2 separate regions of the Sus scrofa genome follow, and region 1 is linked to region 2. The links are chromatin contacts, called in public HiChIP or PLAC-seq maps. All regions are on one chromosome and are shown on one strand. The core of a region is the stretch at or near the end of the contact, and the rest is flanking DNA. Distances in the headings are between cores, read along the strand shown. Region 1 holds the start of TTC7B (tetratricopeptide repeat protein 7B). Region 2 holds the start of NRDE2 (protein NRDE2 homolog).

Evidence for each region. HiChIP or PLAC-seq counts read pairs in DNA pulled down with a chosen protein or histone mark.
Region 1: a contact with region 2 is called in an H3K27ac HiChIP or PLAC-seq map of alveolar macrophages. The contact joins the promoter of TTC7B here to the promoter of NRDE2 in region 2. A contact is called at or near these places in 2 of 2 datasets of contacts at active chromatin or transcription factors (alveolar macrophages and skeletal muscle).

The regions. Positions count from the first base shown.
Region 1 is chr7:112,517,583-112,520,669 of Sscrofa11.1, reverse strand. TTC7B (tetratricopeptide repeat protein 7B) reads left to right here and starts at 1,547. Exons shown (of 20, transcript XM_021099609.1): 1 at 1,547-1,767. The coding sequence starts at 1,647.
Region 2 is chr7:112,089,222-112,092,557 of Sscrofa11.1, reverse strand. NRDE2 (protein NRDE2 homolog) reads left to right here and starts at 1,926. Exons shown (of 14, transcript XM_021099603.1): 1 at 1,926-2,123. The coding sequence starts at 2,060.

The sequences.
Region 1 (3,087 bases), core at 298-2,797, 430 kb before region 2:
TCAAATGCAGTATCCAGAATCCAACACTCTCACCACCGCCACAGCTGTCACCCTGGTCCCGCGCCACTGCCATCTCTCTCCTGAACTACTGGCAGTGTTCTCAACATGGCAGCCGCGGGGATATCCCTAAAATGTAGGTTATCTCATGACGTTCTTCTGTTAACAGTCCCGCATGGATGATGTCCCATTTCGCCAGAGGAAAAGTCAGTCTCCCTATTGGCCCACAGGCCCAACACGGACTGCAACTCCCATGCCCCTCCCGGTGCTCTCCCTCTCCGCCTTCCTGCCTCCCTCCACTCCAGCCTCTCAGGCCTCCATCATTCCCCCAGCTCATTAAATATGCTCCCAGGGTCTTTGCACCTGCTGTTACCTGTGCCCAGAATGCTCTTTCCCCGGGGCTCTCTCCTCTTCTTCAAGTCCAATGCCACTTCATTGAGGCCATCCGCTGCCACCCCATTCAAAACTGCAAACCCTCCACTCCTTCAACTCTTTATTTGCCTCATTGGACCCACCCTGCTGTGTTTCTTCAAACAGCCATTTTAACCTTCTAATTTATGACCTCATTTTGCTCATTTATTTCTCTGCTTGGAATGGAACAAAGGCAGGTATTTTGTTAGTTTTCTGCTATATCCCCAGCACCTCAAACAGGGTCTAGCACATAGTAGGTGGTCCCTATGTAGTTCAGGGATAACTGAAAGAAGGCACAGTTTGGACACCTGTCCTCGGCTCTCAGTCTGCAGGGCCAAGACGAGGAAACCCCTCTGGTGACTCTGCATCCTCCTCAGAGGGCAAGGGGGCTGGCCCCTGAGCTGGCAGTTTTTGCCTGGCTCCATCCACCTCAACTCAACAGACTTTTGTGGAACCCTGGGCAGGTGCCTGCTGAGGATGAGTCTCCACCCACCTCGGGCTGGGTGGTGGGAAGGCTGCCTGGGGCAGAGGCGCCTGCTAAAGGGCACAGGCCAAGCCAGGCCCAGAGGGAGCACCTTGAAACCTGAGATGGCAGGACAAGCTCAGGCAGGCGTCCTGGTCACACCCGCCTCATACCTCAGGCCCACTAGCCCTGCCTGGCCCGTGACCTTCCCTGGGGTCACTGTCATTTCTAGGTCCTATTCCTGAGGGTCTGTGGGGCGCCCAGTCCCTCCCTCTCTCCCTCTCTCCGAGGTCTCCCTCCCCCATCCTGCCCGTTCCCTACCGCCTCCCCCTCCTCACCTCCCGCCCTCACCCCTTCCACCTCGATCTGGACCCCAGCCCTAGCCCGCCTCCAGGTCGGGCACCTGGGTCTCCGTCTGGTCCCAGCCTCTGCTGCACTGCGCCCTTCCTCGCGCCTCCCCCCGCCTCCCGCCTCCCGCCCCCGGCCCCGGCCCCGGCCCCGGCCCCCGCCTGGGTCGCGACCCCGGCCCGCGCTGTGGCTCCAGCCCTGGCCGGCAGGGGCCGCTCCTTGCGGCGCCCGGGGCCCCGCCGCGCCCGCCGCCGCCGCCCGCCTCCCCGCCCCTTCCCCAGCCGGCGCTCCCGTTACGCCGCGGAGCCGGGAGCCGGAGCCCGAGCCCGCGGCGGCAGCGGGAGGCGGCGACGGGGGCGCCCGGGCGGCGGCGGCGGCGGGGCCTGCGGGGCCTGCGGGCGGGCGGGCCGGGCCCGGCCAGGCCGCGATGGCGACCAGGAAGGCGGGCTCGCGGCTGGAGACGGAGATCGAGCGCTGCCGCTCCGAGTGCCAGTGGGAGCGGATCCCCGAGCTCGTCAAGCAGCTGTCGGCCAAGCTCATCGCCAACGGTACGCGCCGGGCGCGCGGGCCTGGGCTTTGGTGGGCGCCGCGGCCTCCGCGGATCGCCGGGCCGGGTGCCCCTGAGGCGCCGCGGGGAGCGGGCAGGGGCGCGGCCGGGGTGCGATGGCGCTGCGCCCGGGGGTGTGCGCGGGGCCAGGGCCTCGGGACCCCGGGACCCCGGGAGTCACGCGGTGGCGGCGTCCTGCGGCCGCCGGCGGGTGCCTGGCGTCCCAGAGTTCCGGCGCGCAGGGCGGGCTTCTCCGGAGTGAGGGGGTCGGGGGTCTCAAGGAGTCGGCTGCTGCACCAGGATCCCAAGGGGTCAGGGGCCGGCCTCGGGGCTCTAAGAAGTTGGAGGCGAGGTGCGCCCTCAGGACATGGGTGTGGATGTATGGGGATCCAGGGTGTGTGTATGGTGTATTCGGGAGTCACGATGTATTTATGGGGGTCCTGCGTTGAGAGGTGTTGAGTAGAGACACCTGGGAAACATGCTTCGTAAACATATGGCATTCCCGGGGCTCCAGGTGGCCGCCCAGACCTGGGGTGTGTGTGTGTGTTGGGGGGGGGGTGGAAGGCAGTTGAGCTGTGTGTCCTGGGGTTCAGAGAGTAGGATATCAGAGCTGTGGATCTAGGGAGGTCAGGTTTGAGCGTATGGGGGCGATAGAGTTCGGGGAGTCCGGAGGGAGAATATTGTGGAGAGAGGTAGGAGTGTGGTTGGAGAATGTGGGGAAATGGGATTGGGTGTGTGAGGGGCTTGGGGCCTAGAGGAAGAGGGGGTCTGAGCCAGCCCCTGAGTAAGAGAAACTGGTGCCTGGAGTCAGTTTATGACCTTGTTGACTCTGTTGAAAAATTGCATCCCAAATGCCATTTCAGAGCGCAGCTCCACGTGGTCTTATTTGTTTTGGAAGCAAGTATCCTTAATATTTGCTTGTTTTTTCATGCCCGCCAAAACCACAGGCAGCAATGGACTGGTGAGAGGGCAGAGGTTTTGTCCTCTTTCATTTCTGGCTTCCTGAGGCTGGGTGAGCACATGTTGGCCGAGCAAATGAATGAATGAAAGAAAGAATGAATGAATGAATGACACTGTTCTAAGAAAGGACAACTGCATGATTTCCAACCTTCTCACCTCAGACCGCCCAGAAATGGAAAGGGCTGTTGTGTGTCCTCTTCCCAATTGGTTGGTATTTGTGCCTTTTATGGTACTAGTGCCTTAACATAAGAACTTGGTTTTGTGTATTCTCAACTGTGGTACCTCGCTTTGTGCAGGTGTTTCCTGGGCAGAGGCAGGTGCCATGATTGTGCCAGGGGCATGGAAGAAGGACAGACCTACC
Region 2 (3,336 bases), core at 677-3,176:
GCTTTTTAGGGCTGCACCTGCGGCCTATGGAAGTTCCCAGGCTAGGGGTCGAATCGGAGCTACAGCTGACAGCCTACACCACAGCCACAGCAATGCCGGTTCCTTAACCCACTGAGTGAGGCCAGGGATTGAACCCGCAACCTCATGGGTTCCCAGTCGGATCCGTTTCTGTTGCACCATGGCCTGAACTCCAATATTCTTTATTTTATAATCCCTTCCCTTTTTGCCTTAATTTTGACCGAGGCTTGGGAGGCATTTCATGACCTAGTTGTCCCAAGGTGCTAGGAATACTCATTCCCAGGTCAGGCAAGGATTTCTTTGATAGGCCACTAGATGTGCTGTCTCAGTAGACTAGGCCATTTTAACAGTAACAAAAAGCCTCTGGACCACCTGTCTTCTAGTCTGCTGTAGTCCAGGAAATGCTTCCCTCTTGTTTCTTCCTATGTCGGAGTAATTCTATTACCATCATCGATCTTACAGAACTGTGTGTTTGATCAATTGCTTCAAGTCATCTAATTGTTGCTGAAACCCAGGCTCTGTATATCAGCACTGAATTGAATCATGGAGACAGAGTTTGGGGTTAGGTAGAAAAGAATGGCTTTATTGCTTTGCCAGGCAAACCAGGCCATAGCAGGCTAGTGTCCTGAAAACTATGCTCCAGTCTGGAGGAGAGTAATGAGGAGTCTTATAGTAATGGTTCAAGTAGAAGGATGTGATCAGCTTACGAGGTAATTGGGAGTCAGCATCATCAACCTTCTGGTTCCAACTGGTCTGAGGTCTACGTGCATGTGGGCAGCTTATAGTTAACTTCTTCCACCTGGATGGGGGTTCAGTTTCTGCAAAACAGCTCAAAAAACATGGCTCAGAATATCATCTATAGTCCTTGAGGGAGAACTAAAGGTTCTAGACTTTTTTTAATGGCTAAAGTATAATTATTTTGTCCTGCTTGACTCTTTTCCTTTCTTTTTGCATTTTCTCACTTCTCTGATTAGCTTTATTCTTTGATTAAAGTCTTTCTACAAACAATAGGCAGGTGGAGAATGTAGGTGGGGCTCTATTCTGGGAAGCCCTATAGGGTCCTGCTTAGTTGCATAATCATCGTTAATTTTATCTGAGGCTCCGTCACACATTGGTAATGCAAGAAACAATCTTGTAAAACAGGCGGAATGCAAGTGATATAGCTAGCAACATTAATGCATGTAATATAGCTAGATGTAATATAGCTAGTAACATTAATAAGGAATGCATGTAATATAGCTAGTAATATTAATAAGGTCATAAGCAGATATTTAAGCCAAGAACTTCCATAAAGTGTGGCCCAGTATTCTCCCCAGGTCATTTGACCAGTCTGCTCTGCACTCATCACTGTCTTTCAGGGAAATGATAGATTGGGATTGTACAAAAGTTCACCAAAGATGCTGCACATACAAGGTGAGTGATGGGTCACTGGTTACCTCTTACAGGATTGAGAAAGGAATGTTATCTTCTAAGGAATTAGGAGGCTGGCGCCAGAAAAAGAAAAATGGATCTTTAGAGTTGAGCAGGTATTTCTGCCATTGGGGAGGTCTGGTGAATGTGTAATGCAGGTGCACAATGGCATACTAGAGGGGAGGGAGGAGGTGCAAATTCGCAAAAAATTTTGTTTACATTTTTCTTATTTTTCCTAAAAATATGAGTTTTTATTCCATCAAAACTAAAGCTTAGGGAATTTGATTAATTTGACCCAGTCAGGAAGTGACATTGTGAACTCCAGGGGTAATCAGAGTCCCAACTTCCTAACACTCTCTGCTCTGAACAATTGCATCTCCAATCACATCATTTTCTCACAGAATCCTGCGGGTACTAATTACAGGGAAGAGGTGCCTCTCTCTCACTACGCCCCGCCCTTTTCCCCTCCCTTTCTGCCCCGCCCCGCCCCAGCGGTCTGGCTCAATCCGGAGGAAGCACAAGAAAACCACACTTCCCAGAGTGCATTGCGACGGCAAAGGCCTTACTACCGGCATCCTTTGCCTGGCGCCATTTCTGTGGCGTGAAGAGGCCCTGCGTGCGGCCTGCGGTCATGGCGCTGTTCCCCGCCTTCGCCGGCGTTAGTGAGGCTCCCAGTAGCGGGAGCTCCAGGAAAGGTAAGCACACAAGAGGGATAAAGAAGGCCCTCGGCGGGCTTAGGACGGAGTTTCTCGGGCCAGGGTCTTGGCCCTTGCCTTGGATTTGTTTATCCATTTATATCCCACAGTTCTCTGCGGCTTTGCAAGGCCTTCTGGGAAGAGCAGCTGCTCCGGTCCGGCTTCTGGGCAAGGTTGTAGAGCTCGGGAGAAAGACCGGCCCCGAGAGCTCCGGGAGCTGGGGCTTCCATGTAGTCATATTGTTGAACCCTTTCTCTCGCAGAGCCTCAGTGATTTCACGTAAAAGGGAAACAGTGGTACTCCACATCTCGAGGAGACTCCTGATGCAAACGCTGGATGTCCTTATTACAGCTTGCTTGCTTCTCTGTTTTACTTAGTTCTGAATTGCTAGTTGGATTCGTAGTTTTTGGCCGACTGAGAGTTGGGGAACCTGACCCAGTCAGGAAGTGTTAGTATGAACTTGAGTGGAATCAGAATCCCAACTTCCTAAAACTTTCTGTTCTGAACAATTGCATTCCAACCCTAATCCCTTTCTCTCCAGGTGGGCATAGCTGCTAGGAATAAACTAATACTTATTTACTGCCAGGTGATGACATTGTCTATTTCATTTAAGCCTTGAATGTTCCCAGGAGGTCTGCATTGTTAGAGGTTGTGGCACATAGTAGTAATTTAAAGTAATTAATCCTAAATCATTCACTTCTGGGGCAGAGTCTGTGCCTGGCACCTCTACTGTATCCTCATGGTTCCTACAGTTGTTTTTTGGGGGAAACATTTCTCATAATTGTGAGTAATTTCTTATGTAATTAGTGTAATTTTGGTCACTTTACTCAGTGTTTGTCTGTTCGGTGCAGCATACTTAGCCCCTAGCACAGGCCCAACATAGAGTAGGTGTTCATTAAATATTTGCTGAACAGACAGACCAATAGTAGGTACTTAAAAAAAAGTATATGCAAGATGTACATACAAGATGGAATGTTGTAGATGACACAGGTGAACTACAGGGATAGTGATTTCTGTTGGGAAGTTCAAAGAAGGCTTTAGAGGAGCTGACTTTGGGGATGAGTCTTCAGGACAGTAGAATTTGGACAAATAGGGATAGTGGAAGGGCATCCCAGGGCCTTCAAAGGCAGGCAGGAAAGAAAGCATGAGACCTGTGCAAAGAATGGCAGATTGTTCAGTTTGGAAATTGAGATTTGTAAAGAGGAGCCTTGGG